Regions from separate parts of the Sus scrofa genome. Here all the other regions are linked to region 2. Evidence: chromatin contacts called from public Hi-C and HiChIP or PLAC-seq data. All regions are on one chromosome and are shown on one strand. The core of a region is the stretch at or near the end of the contact, and the rest is flanking DNA. Distances in the headings are between cores, read along the strand shown. Region 1 holds the start of DRAP1 (dr1-associated corepressor). Region 2 holds the start of SART1 (U4/U6.U5 tri-snRNP-associated protein 1). Region 3 holds the start of FOSL1 (fos-related antigen 1).

Evidence for each region. A called contact is a pair of places that touch in the nucleus more often than the background predicts. HiChIP or PLAC-seq counts read pairs in DNA pulled down with a chosen protein or histone mark.
Region 1: a contact with region 2 is called in a Hi-C map of embryonic fibroblasts, with 2.8 times the contacts expected there. The contact joins the promoter of DRAP1 here to the promoter of SART1 in region 2. A contact is called at or near these places in 2 of 5 promoter capture datasets (fetal skeletal muscle and liver), 6 of 47 Hi-C or Micro-C datasets (embryonic fibroblasts, epiblast stem cells, heart right ventricle and 2 more) and 2 of 2 datasets of contacts at active chromatin or transcription factors (alveolar macrophages and skeletal muscle).
Region 3: an H3K27ac HiChIP or PLAC-seq map of alveolar macrophages shows a contact between it and region 2, with 4 times the contacts expected there. The contact joins the promoter of FOSL1 here to the promoter of SART1 in region 2. A contact is called at or near these places in 1 of 5 promoter capture datasets (liver), 5 of 47 Hi-C or Micro-C datasets (alveolar macrophages, embryonic fibroblasts, heart right ventricle and 2 more) and 2 of 2 datasets of contacts at active chromatin or transcription factors (alveolar macrophages and skeletal muscle).

The regions. Positions count from the first base shown.
Region 1 is chr2:6,409,311-6,413,571 of Sscrofa11.1, reverse strand. DRAP1 (dr1-associated corepressor) reads left to right here and starts at 1,637. Exons shown (of 6, transcript XM_013994078.2): 1 at 1,637-1,959; 2 at 2,206-2,278; 3 at 2,393-2,486; 4 at 2,768-3,095; 5 at 3,307-3,395; 6 at 3,737-3,949. The coding sequence starts at 1,918. The coding sequence ends at 3,842. C2H11orf68 (UPF0696 protein C11orf68 homolog) reads right to left here and starts at 1,626. Exons shown (of 2, transcript XM_003122554.4): 1 at 1,374-1,626; 2 at 1-684. The coding sequence starts at 1,540.
Region 2 is chr2:6,369,944-6,374,593 of Sscrofa11.1, reverse strand. SART1 (U4/U6.U5 tri-snRNP-associated protein 1) reads left to right here and starts at 1,252. Exons shown (of 20, transcript XM_003122517.6): 1 at 1,252-1,661; 2 at 3,721-3,778; 3 at 4,166-4,221. The coding sequence starts at 1,349.
Region 3 is chr2:6,427,633-6,431,779 of Sscrofa11.1, reverse strand. It overlaps FOSL1 (fos-related antigen 1), which reads right to left and starts at 1,622. Exons shown (of 4, transcript XM_003122519.3): 1 at 1,284-1,622. The coding sequence starts at 1,373.

The DNA of each region.
Region 1 (4,261 bases), core at 388-2,887, 39 kb before region 2:
CTCTCATAGAGAGTGGGGCAGAGGTGCCAGCGGTTGGCCCGGTAGATACCCAGGTAGGTGTAGACGTCAGGCTTGTAGGTGAGCAGACACTTAATGCCTGCCGCGCGGATGGCGGCATCTGCCTCCAGTACACCCAAGCGGTCCGTGAAGTCGTCCGTATAAACACAGATGACCTGCCGCCCACCCTCCTTGGCCCGTGGGCTCACCTTGGCTACCTGAAGCCGGCCCTCGACCACGGCTCGAGCAATGCCAGCCCAGGCGTGATCCAGCTTGAAGCCAGGTGCCAGGTGTATCAGCCATTTGCCCGAGAGCACGTGGTGGGTGATGGCCAGCTGGCGCAGGGTACCTGGTGTGACGGGGCGCCCGCTGGTCTGCAGAGCCTCCCAGGCTGCCTGCAGGCCCTGCACGTCGCCTGAGTTGGGGACATAGCCCTGCCCATATGCTGCAATCCAGCCCACGGGCTCAGAGTTGGGAGAGCCAGGGTCCCCATAGCGGGTAACCTGGGATGGTGGGTACTTGGCCAACCAGGCATCCAGCTCCGTGGCAGGTGTGGTTCGGGCATCAAACACCAGCCAGGGGTCCATGTCAGCTGCCATGGCCTCTGCGGCCAGGTGCTCAGCAGTGAAGCCATCTTCACGACCACCTGGAGAATCTTCATCCTCCAGCTCCTCGCCTGGTTCCATCCTGCCGGGTGGGAACCAAGTTAGGGCAGGTCCAGGACAGATCCAGCTTCCTGGGCCTGAGCACGTAGGTGCCAGGCACTGAACTAATCCCTGCGGCCTTGGGCAAAACTTAATGTCTCTGTGCCTCAGTTGCCTCATCTGTACAATGAAAAATAGCTGCTCCCGTCTCAAACAGCTGTAGAGAATTAAATACTAGGAGGTGGAACAAGAACTATATAAATGCTGTTACTATTATCACTACTATCCTTGACCTACAGAGTAGGAAACTGAAGCTCACAGAGGAGGGGGCTTACCCAAGGTCACACCTGCAGTGCGTGAAAGGGCCGAAAAGTGAACTCGGGTGTGGGGGCCGCCGGCCCAGCTGCGGCTCCCGACGCTGCCAAGGCAGGCGGGTCTCCCGGGCGCTGGGATGTAATGGAACGAGGCACCCCGACAGGCCCCACAGGGCCAGGCCTCCAGGCGGGCGTTATCCCGCCTACTTAAAGACGAAGACATGCAGGCCAGAGAGGGCAGTGACCAATCCGAGGCCAACGGGCCGAGCCCGGACTCGAACCCAGGCTTGTTAGAGCCTGCGGGAGGGCCAGCCTCCCGCCCCGCCGCGCCCGCCGCGCCCGCCGCCATTAGTGCTCACGGCCCGAGCAGCGCCCCTGCCCCGCCCCGCCCTGCCCCCTCCCGCCGCCCGGGCGTCACCTCCGGCCTTCGCTGCGCTCGGCGCCGGCCCAGCCCCGGGCCCGGCTCCGCTCCTGCCGGGGCTCCGCGCCGCCGCCGCCGCGCCCCGCCCCCGCCACGGCTGCAGCCGCCGCCGCCATCTTATTGCCCCGCCGCCTCAACAACAACTTTATAGACAAGCGCAGCATAGGGCGGGACCGGGGGGAAGGGGCAGGGCCGTCGGGGCGGTGCTGACCCCGGGGGCGGGGCCATTGGGAACGCGAGGCGGGGCGGGCCTGCGGGGGGCGGAGCTAACGTTCGCTCTTCAGGTCTTGGGGGCGGGCGGTCGCGGCCGTCCAGTCCCGGACAGACGCGCACCGGGCGGGAGGCTGTGAGGGGAGGGCGCTCGGGCCCCGCCGGCCGAGTGCTGACCGGCGGCGCTAGGACCCTGTGGGGGGAGTGGCGGGGGCGGAGGAGGCGGCACCAGGACCCGGGGGAACCGCGGCGGGCGGGCGACGAGCAGGCCCGGGGGCCGGGAGGCTGCGGGCGGCGGCGCTGGGCCCGGCGCGGCGAGAGAGGCCCCGAGATGCCGAGCAAGAAGAAGAAGTACAACGCGCGGTTCCCGCCGGTGAGCACGTGGCCGGCCTCGGGAGGAACGAGCCGGGCTCTCGGGAGGCTCCGGCCCAGGCCCGGCCAGGGAGGCGGGCGCATCGCGCCGTTCGGGGGCCCGGACGCCCCGCCCCCTTCCGTGCCCTCTCCGCGTCGGTGCCCCCCGCCCCCTTCCTCCCGGGATGCTCCCTCTCTCTGCCCCCCGCCCCGCGCACCCTTTCGGGGGCCGCGGCGACGGGGTCCGAGCTCTCTGCCCCTTCCTCAGGCACGCATCAAGAAGATAATGCAGACGGATGAAGAGATTGGGAAGGTGGCGGCAGCTGTGCCTGTCATCATCTGTATCCTGTCGAGGGCTGGCTGGGTTGAGGGAGGCGGGGGAGGCCGGCAGCCCCGGGTCGCTTTTTGGGGGCCAGGACATTGTTAGAACCCGCGTTCGCCTTGACGACCCTCAGCTCGGGCGCTCGAGCTTTTCCTGGAGTCACTGCTGAAGAAGGCCTGCCAAGTGACCCAGTCTAGAAATGCCAAGACCATGACCACATCCCACCTGTGAGTGGCTCCGATCTGGGAGGGCTCGTGTGGGGCCTCCGCCCGGAGTCCACACGCTTAGGGGAGGCTGTGCCCTGATAGGGAGGGAGGTGGGAGGCGGCTGGGCGAGGACTCAAAGGCTGGTAGGTTTGAGTTGGCAGGGACTGGGTATTCTAAGAAAGGGGGCATGGCTGGGATTGAAACGATCCAGGCTCTGTTCCCCTGACATCCAGAGAGCACTTTGCTGAGAGTACAGACATCTGTGCCTCACCTGAGTGCCATTCCCTCCCCACCTCTTCCAGGAAGCAGTGCATTGAGCTGGAGCAGCAGTTTGACTTCTTAAAGGATCTGGTGGCCTCTGTGCCTGACATGCAGGGAGATGGGGAAGACAACCACATGGACGGGGACAAGGGTCCTCGCAGGTGGGGAGTCAGTGTCCATGTGGGGAAGGCCAAGGCCCCCGGGGTTGGAGGTGTCTTGGGGGATGGCAGAGGAGTGGGGAGACCTCTGGGCAGATGGACTCCACCTTCCCGAAGGGGCCGGAAGCCAGGCGGCGGCAGCCGGAAGAACGGTGGCATGGGAAGCAAAGGCAAGGACAAGAAGCTGTCGGGGACAGACTCGGAGCAGGAGGTGAGCTGAGGCCCCAGCCCTCTGTCCTGCCTTGCAGGGTGGAGAGGGCAGCCTTGCATCAGGCCAGGCCCAGCTGGCTGGAGGCCTGGTCCCATCCTCACCTGTGACCTCTTTGTGTTGGTTGCCTTGCACATGGCGGCTGCAGAGGTCCGGCTTTCCAGTAATGGGCCCACGCCTTTCTTGTCGCCTCTGATTCCTGTCTTGTTCCCAGGATGAGTCTGAGGATACAGATACTGATGGGGAAGAGGAGACATCACAGGCCCCATCCCAGGCCAGCCAGCCCCCTGCCCACTTTCAGAGGTAAGCAGGTCGGTGGCACCCAGAGGGGGCCAGCTGGTCCCCAGCTGCCTTGTCCTTTCTGACCGCTCAGGCGCCTTGGTTCTGTTGGTTGTGGCAGATTTGGGAGACGGGACGGGAGGAACTGAAGAGGACTTAACGGCTGGGTTCTGTGCTCTCAGAAAGTCCCCTCCCCCGGGCAGGGCTGTGTGCCCTGGGTCCTTCCCTTCTCTGGGCTCGGCTCCCTGCTGGTAGAGGGCAGTGGGCTCCAGGCCTGCCTGGCTGGAGGACCGGGTGGGGCTCAGCGGGCAGGACTGGGCACAGGTGAGTGGCCTGATCTTCCTTTCCCACTTTCTGCCCTGCAGCCCCCCGACACCCTTCACGCCCTTCACCTCGACTCTGCCTCTGCCCCCAGCGCCCCAGGTCCCCGCAGCACCTGACGCAGAGGACGAAGAAGATTATGACTCCTAGCGCCCTCTGCCCCCCAGGCCACACCCCCTTTTAGCTGCTCTGGGGGGAAGAGGGTAGAGCTGTTCTTAAATTTATTAAAAAAAAAAATAAAAGGGAATTCCAGTATCCGTCCCAGCTCTTGTCCAGGGCCTAATGGCCTCCTTCCCCACACTGAGCCAGGGCCAGGGCGGCTGGGCAGCAGCTGACTGAAGGGGGCCGGGCCCGGGGTGCTGATGGCGGGAAGGTGGGCAGAGTGCTGGAGGGCCTGAGCCGGCAGGTGCCAGTCATGCCGGGAGACAGCCTGTCTTGTTGTGCCCTGTGACCCTGGGCGGGTTCCTACTCTGAGTAGCCTGTTCTTGTCTCTCTGAGGGAGACCATTCTGCCCCCTCTGGGCTGCTGCAGAGAGACAGATGGGACAGGTGACAGAGACAGCTCTTGAA
Region 2 (4,650 bases), core at 3-2,502:
GAAGGGGCTGCGTGTTGGGAGCTGGCGGTGGCAGGTGGGTTTGCAGCAGGCTTTCCCCACATCCCAGAGGAACTCTGGCTGTTCTGGCTGCCCCCTCCCTGTGCACAGCTCTGCCTCTGCTCCTGAGGTGTGAGCATGGCATCTCCAAGAGCAACAGCGGCAACTTGCCCTAGAAATGCTGGGTCCTAGAAAGTCAAGAGTGAATAGGACAGAATGGCTTCTGCCTTTGGGAACTCCCAGTTCTGGGGGGGAGGAAAGCGGAACTTTAAAGGGGAGCATAATCACAGACAGATGGGCCTCCAGATGGGGCAACTGGGAGGTGAGGGGTGTCAGGAGGGATGGAGAGATTGTGTGAACAGAGTTTTTGTTGTTGTTGTTTATTTGGCTGTGCCTGTGGCATGCGAGAGTTCCTGGGTCAGGAATTGAACCCAAGCCACAGGAGTGACCCAAGTCGCTCCAGTGACAGTCCCGGATCTTTAGATCTTTAACTCGCTGCGCCATAGGAGAATTCCTGTGTAAACTGAGATTTTAGCTTCAAGCAACTTCAAGTTAGAGCTCCTCTCAAGAGGGAAAAAAAAAAAGCAGCAGCAGCTCCCGCGAGCGCGCTCTCTCTCTCTCTCTCTCACACACACACACACACACACACACACACACACACACACACACACACACCCCGATGTGCTAAATTTTGCGTTCGATTTCAGGGGTTCACAGGCATGCAAAGGCCCATCTCGAGCTCCGTAGCAGTCAAAGCGCACGTTAAAAAAACCCAATTCAGGGACCGTGGGAAGGCAGCGTTTGCAGACAATATTAGTTGTGGGGGCTGGGAGGAGGCTGGGTTGTGGAGCTGAGGGTCTCAGGAGCAGAACGTGCTCCGTCCTCCTACACCTGATCGGCCACGACCCCAGGGAGTCTACTAGGAGGACTTCTGCTGGAGCGGCGGGCGCTGCAGTGAGCATCCCGTGGCTGAGGGTGTGCAAGCGGAGGGAAGCCAGGGAGGCCATGCTGGCTTAGATGGGCCCTAGGTCCTTCAAATTCTGGGATACGGTCTTCCCCGGACTCGAACGCGCCCCTCAAGCTTGAGCGCACGCGCAATCCGACCACTATGTCAAAGACCGCCGCTCGGCCAGTGCCGGCCGCGAATGCGCAGTCGGGCCCGATCCCAGCCTTCCCATGAGCCTTTGGGGCAGCTCCGAGGCAAAGGACGGAAGCAGCCGCTCTTGGTTTCCGGCAACGCGACGGCGCAGCCGGGCCCGACCCGGAAGTGTTCCCATTTTGCGCCGTCGGGGCTCGGCGGCGGCGGTGGCGGCGGCGGCGGCGGCGGCGGGGCTCGGGTGGACCTACCACCATGGGGTCGTCAAAGAAGCACCGCGGGGAGAAGGAGGCGGCCGGGACTACGGCAGGAGCGAGCACCGGGAGCGCCACCGAGCAGCCGCCTCGGCACCGGGAGCACAAAAAACACAAGCACCGGAGCAGCGGCGGCGGCAGCAGCGGTGGCGAACGACGAAAGCGGAGCCGGGAGCGTGGGAGCGAGCGCGGGAGCGGGCGGCGCGGGGCCGAAGCGGAGGCCCGCAGCAGCACGCACGGGCGGGAGCGTAGCCAGACAGAGCCCTCCGAGCGCCGCGTGAAGCGGGAGAAGCGAGATGAAGGCTACGAGGCCGGTGAGGGGCGGGGCCTGGGCAGGGGGCGGGGCGATGGGGAGGGTCTCAGGGTGGAGGGCCTCGGGGATGGAAGCCAAGCCCACAGGCCCAGCCATCCCCAGGCCCGTCGTCAGCGCATTTGGAAGGGTCTTGTTTTGATTATTTGGGATTAAGGGTTGGCTTTCTCTGCTAAACTCCGTGAAGGTGGAGATTTTCTCTGTTTTCCTTAACTGACACATCACAGGCACTCGCTAAATGTGTCGAGTGAACGCATGGAGTGGTACCATCGTGTGTAGAGGCAGGAGGACACCTGGTATTGGGCAGGTTATGTAGAGCTCATAGCAGAGACATGAGGCAGGGGTCCGAACACAGAGGCTCCTGCAAGCCTGTTAAGATAATTGAATTTTGTTGGCGTTCCCGTCCTGGCGCAGCGGAAACGAATCCGACTAGGAACCATGAGGTTGTGGGTTCGACCCCTGGCCTGGCTCAGTGGGTTAAGGATCCTGCACTGTCTTGAGCTGTGGTGTAGGTCACAGGTGCAACTCGGATCTGGCGTGGCTGTGGCGGTGGTGTAGGCCGGCAGCTGTAGCTCCAATTCGACCCTTAGCCTGGGAACCTCCATATGCCAGGGTGTGGCCCTGAGAAAACAAAAAACAAAAAATTTTGAACTTTGTTTCAAAAGTAATAGGGAGCCATGAATTCGAGCTGGGGAGCGAGTTAGTCGTATTCACGTTATCACAGAGAACACTGTGTTGAGAACTGGGTAAAGAGCAGTCAAGACCCATAGAGGAGGTAAGGACTGGCCATGGCTGGCACCAGGGCAGCAGCAGCGGGATGGAGAGTCGTTGACCCATTGGAGAGGTGTTTTGGAGGAGGAGGTGACAGAGCTTAAGCACTTGGATGACAGTGGGAAGGAGAAGAAGGAATTGAGGATGGTCCTTGGATTTTGGCTGGTGTGACCAGGTGGGTGGTAGTGTTGTCGACGGAAGTTGAGTTTGGAAGAGAAGCAGATTTTTTGGAGAGAGACAGTGAATTCAGTTTTGAGGAGTGTTGCATGAGGCACATGGGGAAACTCAGGGCTTGGGCAGGACAGAGCAGTTTGAGAGTCATAAGGGTTCAATGGCAAATGAAGTCCCTTGAGAGAGTGAGGATTGAGAAGCCAGGGTCGGGGGCAGAACCTCAGGAATGTCTACGTTTTAGTAGCAGGCGGAGCAAGATGGTACAAAAAAGGAGGTTGGATGTTCCCCAAAGCAAGAATACCATAGCATCTCATGTCATGGGATCTGTGGGCGTGATCAGTGGTGTCACACACCACAGGAGATGAGGCAAAACCAGAGTGGCAGAGAATCCATCGGATTTACAGACAAGGAGGCTGGCGACCTTGGAGCGAGCACGGAGGTGCTTGGGAGTCAGGGTCCAGGTGGGGTGGGAGGGAAAGACGTAGGTTGCGAGGTGGCCATGCTGGAGGGAGGAGCTCCAGCCGATGGCGTCCAGCTTCTGTGTGTGGCATTCTGTGTGTGACATTTGCTGTTTATGAGGTGGGTGAAAGAGCTCAGAAGCGCTGCTTTATTTCCTGTAGCATCCTCACAGCACAGGCGCCAGTAAGTGTATTTTTTGACTGTGTGAATTACACAGAGAGAACACAGATATGCTGCCAACATGGGCCCTGCCCTGTGAGCAAAAACAGACCTGGAGATGGCCGTGACCGTGCTGTGGAGTGCAGGGGAGAGGAGTTGGTGCTGATCAGGAATCAGGACTCCGGCCTCTGATTGTTGCGTTTGGATAGCATCTTGCTAATCAGAGTGAGGCCAGAGAGGGCCGTGTAGGTTGTAACAACAGAATACACAGAGGTGGAGAGGTGGCAGAGTGAAGGATGTGGCAGGTTGGACCTTTTGGATCAGAAGGTGTGTCGACAGCCTGGGAGTCAGGTAGGAGGAGCCCCTGGGATGGAGGAAGGCTGCTGTTCCCTGATGTCTCGGGGCAGATGGGGGACCCTCACCTTCAGCCCTGCGGCTGGAGCCAAGGAAGTGGCTTCTGGGCCCCGTGTTCAGCTCCTGAGCCTCTCTCTCTCTTGTTCCAGCTGCCAGCTCCAAGACTAGCTCGGGCGATGCCTCGTCACTCAGCATCGAGGAGACCAAGTGAGTACTGTCACCTTTATGCTACTGTGTCTTCTTCTGAGACGGGCAGCTTTGGGGGCAGCAGGTGGGTGAAGCTTTCTCATCGTAGAGCCTTCTGCTTGGGATTTGGAAGTGCCATAGAAACCATCTTAGCCAACGATTTGCATTACAGAAGTGGACACTCAGACCCAAGAGGAAGGATGGCATTTTCCTGGGTAGGGGCAGGCCAGGCCTTCCGCCTAATGCAGAGGCCAGTGCTCTTCTGAGCGCTGGGTCAGGCCCTCGGTTTGGGACCCTTCGACCCTCAGCCCCGTCCTGTTTTCACACTCCCCCCCCCATCTGTCCAGAAGTGCACTCGGTGCCCCCATTTCTTCGACGGCTTCTAACACGTCTATCTCTTGTTTTCAGTAAACTCCGGGCAAAGTTGGGGCTGAAACCCTTGGAAGTCAATGCCGTCAAGAAGGGTGAGCGTGGGACTGAGGAGGGAGGGAGGGTGGGCTGGTCGGGTCCAGAGGGAGGCCCCCTGAAGCGGTCTTTGAGGAGAGTGGGGCCGAGGCACAGGTTCAGCACCAGTCGTGGTCCCGCGTGTGCGCGTGCGTGCTGCGATGGGCACGGGGCGGGGCCCTCCCGGCTGTTGTGACGCGGATCCGGGACTCAGCTCCTTCTTTCTGTTGGAGCAGTTGGCGTCACAACCTCACTCTGGCTGTGAGGTAGCATTAGATGGGCCGAGAGATCTGCACAGTTGCTGTGCACTAATCTGGCCTGTGTAGGTGTTGAGTGTGTTTTTGCGGTTTTTTTAAAAGTATGATCAGAGGGGAGTTCCTTGGTGGTCTAGTGGTTAAGGATCCAGTTTTGTCGCTGCTGTGGCTAAGGTCACTGCTGTGTTGAGAGTT
Region 3 (4,147 bases), core at 373-2,872, 57 kb before region 2:
CAACTTGAAAACAATTTTTGTGCTACAAAATAATGATGGGTTTTAGTATCAGTGGGGTCTTAGATTCTAGGAGTTAAGATAAATGAGGCGGAAACTGCCCGGCACCAGGCAGAGCTGCACAGTATGTGCTCCAGGTATCACCTGCCACAATTCCCTTCCAGCCAGAAACGTGAGGAATGGGTTGAGATGGGGGCTTACTGTTTGGAAAAAGAACTAGATTCAAGCCCTGGGTGTGGGCGCCCAGTCGTCCGGGAAGCGCCCCACAAGCCCAGACAAGTCAGGACAGCAGTGTCCCCGGCTTAGTGCTGCGGGCCCAATGGCCCAGTGACCCCAGTTTCGGGCCAAGGTACCGCCGGCGGCATCTCCAGCTCCCGAGGTTGTCCAGGCCCGGGCCCCTCCGGGCCAGGAAGGGAGGGGCGCCCCGCGTGAGTCAGCCACCGTGACTCGGCTGCCGTGACTCGGCGGAACGGACGCCGCTCCTTCCCTCCCCTAGCGACACGTGCTCACGGCCCCTCGACAGGAAATGGGCACCTGCAGCCTCCCAGGTTCCCCCCTGCCGGCAGCGGGCGCCGTTTGGTGCCGAGAGCCGGGGGCGCGGGACTTGCCCGCAGCCTGACCCCGCGCACGTCTCCCTGCACCTCACGGTCTCTGCCGGACGCATCCCGTAAAAGGGTCAAGAGCCGGTCTCCCGGAGCCCACCAGGCTCCACTGCGCCGAGATGATGATAAGGATCTGGCGACGGGATGGGGAGGGACAGACAAACGGGCGGGCGCCGGGATGATCACAGACAGACCGCCCAGGATTCCCAGTCTGCCGGGTCCAGCCCGCCGGTAGATCCTCTCTGTGCGAGGGGACATCTCGGCCGCAGCTCAGACTCCGGCTCTTGGAATTTAGTTCTCTTTGATTCTGCCGGGACTAGAACTCATCCCGGACAAGGGGTCCCCTTCGGACGCAGATGGGACAAAGAAATCGGCGGTGGACAGGAGGAAGGAAAGACGGTAACAGAGACGGAGGGACGGAGAGACCGCAGAGAGAGGGGGAAAGAGCGCGAGCCACAGAGGGGACGTTCGCAGATCTTCGTTCCCCCCCCCGCCGCGCGCGTCCCACTGGGCTGTGGGGGGAAAAGAGCCCTTGGACAACCGAGAATGGGCAGGATCCGCTGCCACCCCTCCGAGCCCCACTCCCTCCTGCGGTTCCCGGCCCCGGTCCGGATTGTGCTGGAGCGGCCCGCACCGTCTCAGGCGCTGTCCACCTGGGGACACTGGGCGTAGGGTTCCTCTCACCTGCTGGCCTGTCACCGGGGGCTGCGCCGGGCCGCCGTACGCACCTCCGGCCCCGGAGCTCGGTCCCGGTTCCCCGAAGTCTCGGAACATGCCCTGGGCTGGCTGCTCTGTGGGGTCCGTGTCGGCGGCTCTGGTTCTGACTCACTCGCTCCTCGCGGAGTCTTTTCTTTTTATGAATGAAAAGTCCTCGGGCTGAACCACTTCCACTGGGGCGGGGGGGGGCGTTCCTCAGCGGCGCTGGTCACCTCGGGGCTCCACCTCTGCAATCGCACCGCCTTTTGCCAGTCCGCCCTGAACTTTTCGTCGCCTCCTACAGCCGGCTAGCCGCTTTTTGGTGGGGAAAAAGGGCGGACTTGACGTCCCCCTGCGACAGCGGCAGGTCCGCCTCCTCTGACGTAGCTGCCCATACATGGTGCAATTTCCTCGCCGCGCCCAGGTGGAGCGAAGGATTCCCCCGCCGACGGAGGCACCTGCGCCCCGCCCAGCCCCGCCCCGCCTCGCCTCGCCCTCCACCTGCGCAGACCTAGATCCCGCCACCAGATCCCAGAGCCCTCAGTGTTTGCATCCGTAAAATGGGACGAAATAATCACACAGCGCCCTGGCCGCGCGTGGGAGGTTGGAATGAAAGGGGTCTGGAAACTGTAAAATGGGTTACAAATGTGATAGCATTATTATTATCATCATTATCATTATTTACTGGGTGCTTATTTCATGCCAGGAACCGTGCTACCGCCATCCAAGTCTGTGGTGTGAAGCCCTTTCACTGGCGTTGTCTTAAGGTTCAGGTTTACTAAAAAGTGAATGACAAACCAGGATTACAAAAGTGGTAGATACACACACACACACACACACACACACTTATTTGGCTGTGCCCGTTGGTATGCAGAAGTTGCCAGGCCAGGGATGGCATCCTCACCACAGCAGCGCCCCAAGCCACAGCAGTGACAGTGCCAGATCATCAACCTGTTGAGCCACCAGAGAACTCCAAAAATGGTGTATATTTTAAATGTTTACAATGACATGATAATGCTTTGAACTATCCCCAAATACTATGCAATGTAATTGCCCTACTCGCAGGGTAATTTCAGGAGTCAGGACAAGTTTTCATTCAGAACCTCTGTAAGCAGTGAAAGCCTGCAGTGGGGCACTTGTCCTGTGGTCTGATAAACATCATTTTCTTTAAATACTGTAACTACTCTTCCAGGACTGTGTGGTCACTAGCCTTGTTTGGAGATTACATCAAAAGTCTGTATGAATGTGAGGCCAGGGACAAATATCAACAGCCGAAGACCAGCAGCGCTGCGAGGTAGGTGCCATTATCGTCCCCATTTTACAGATGGGGGAAGTGAGGCTGAGAGATGTGGAAATGAAGGGCCCAAGATCACTAAGCAAGTGGCCGAAGCAGGTTGCCAAATCAGGGCTGTGGGAGCTCCCAGCCCAGGTTTGGGCAAGCGATTTCAAAGCCCTCACAGACAGCTTTTCACATATGTTGGTGCTGAGAGGACCGCCCCAAAGCTGCTTCTCTGTCTCTTCCCATTCTACAGATGAGGAAACTGAGGCCCAGATGAAGTAAGGAGCCGCCAGGGTCACTTGAGAGAGAGCTGGACGCTCCTGCTTTCCACTGGTACCTCCTTTTGATCAGTTCCAGCTTTGACCTCAGGGAAGGAGGATTTCAGGAAGGTGGGATCCTGGGCTGCTGTCCTTGGGGACAGAGGCCAAGGTCTGTAGATGCGTTCAGGACTTAGAGCCAAGAGGCCAGCCTGGCCTGGGGCTTGCAGTCCCAGAGTTACCATTTTCTATCTCTTACCCTGGGCAGGTCACCCTCCTTCTGAGTCCCGGCCCCAGTGGCAATAATTGAGCCTCCCGCTGACCTCATGGGGCTGCTGTGGGATTCAATGAGGTCACACATGTGAAAGTGCTTTGTAAGCTATAAAGTGATGTACGCTCAGAAGGTGGTTGCCAGCCTGGTGCCTCTCCCTTGCCCTTATTCTACTTGATGCTTGTCATTTTCTAAAGAGAAAAGAAACCAATGTTTACCAGAATGAGAATGAGAAATATACAGGTGTGTGGGTGTGGGTGGGTGGGTGTGGGTGGGTGTGTGAGAGAGAGAGGGAGAGGGAGAGATGGAAAGAGAGAGAGATTTTTTTGAGGCAGTGTGACTCATGGAAAGGAACATATGTGCGGGAATCAGACAAGTCTGAGAGCTGGCTTTGAATTCTACCAGGCTGCTCACCAGCAGTGTGACCTAGGTGAGGCCTCAGAGGTCTCAGAGCCTCCTCTGTAAAGTGAAGCCCTAATCATCATTGTATATAACTATATGATGATGACAACATCTCGGGATTGTTGGAGAATACGTATAAAATGCCATGTGCTTCGTGCAGCATATGACAATAGCAAAGATAAATACCTATGTTGATAAAAAGCCTCGGGTGGGAGTGCGGGGGCTCTGATCACTTGCTAAGGCAGTCATACAACACACATGTGCACACACACACACACACACACACTGAGATCTGAACTCCTCGGCTGAGCCCAAGCAGGACAGGTCAGGGTGACAGAGGCAGCCAGGTGGTGGCCTAACACAGGTCAGCCTTGACTGCATCCCTCTGCCGGTCCCAGAAACACCACCCTGCACTGCTCCCCAGGCAGCCTGGGACAGTGACAGATTAGGGGCTCAGATCTCAAGAGTGTGTGTGTGTGTGTGTGTGATTACAGGAGTCTGAAAGTCCCTTCCTGCTCTAACCGTCGGTGGAGCCACAAGGACGTCCTTTCAGAGGCAGCACATTCCAAGCTCCTCAGTCACTAACTCCCATTTCGTGGCTTCAGCAACGTTCCTGGCCCCTGACCTCACCGGCTCTCACCCA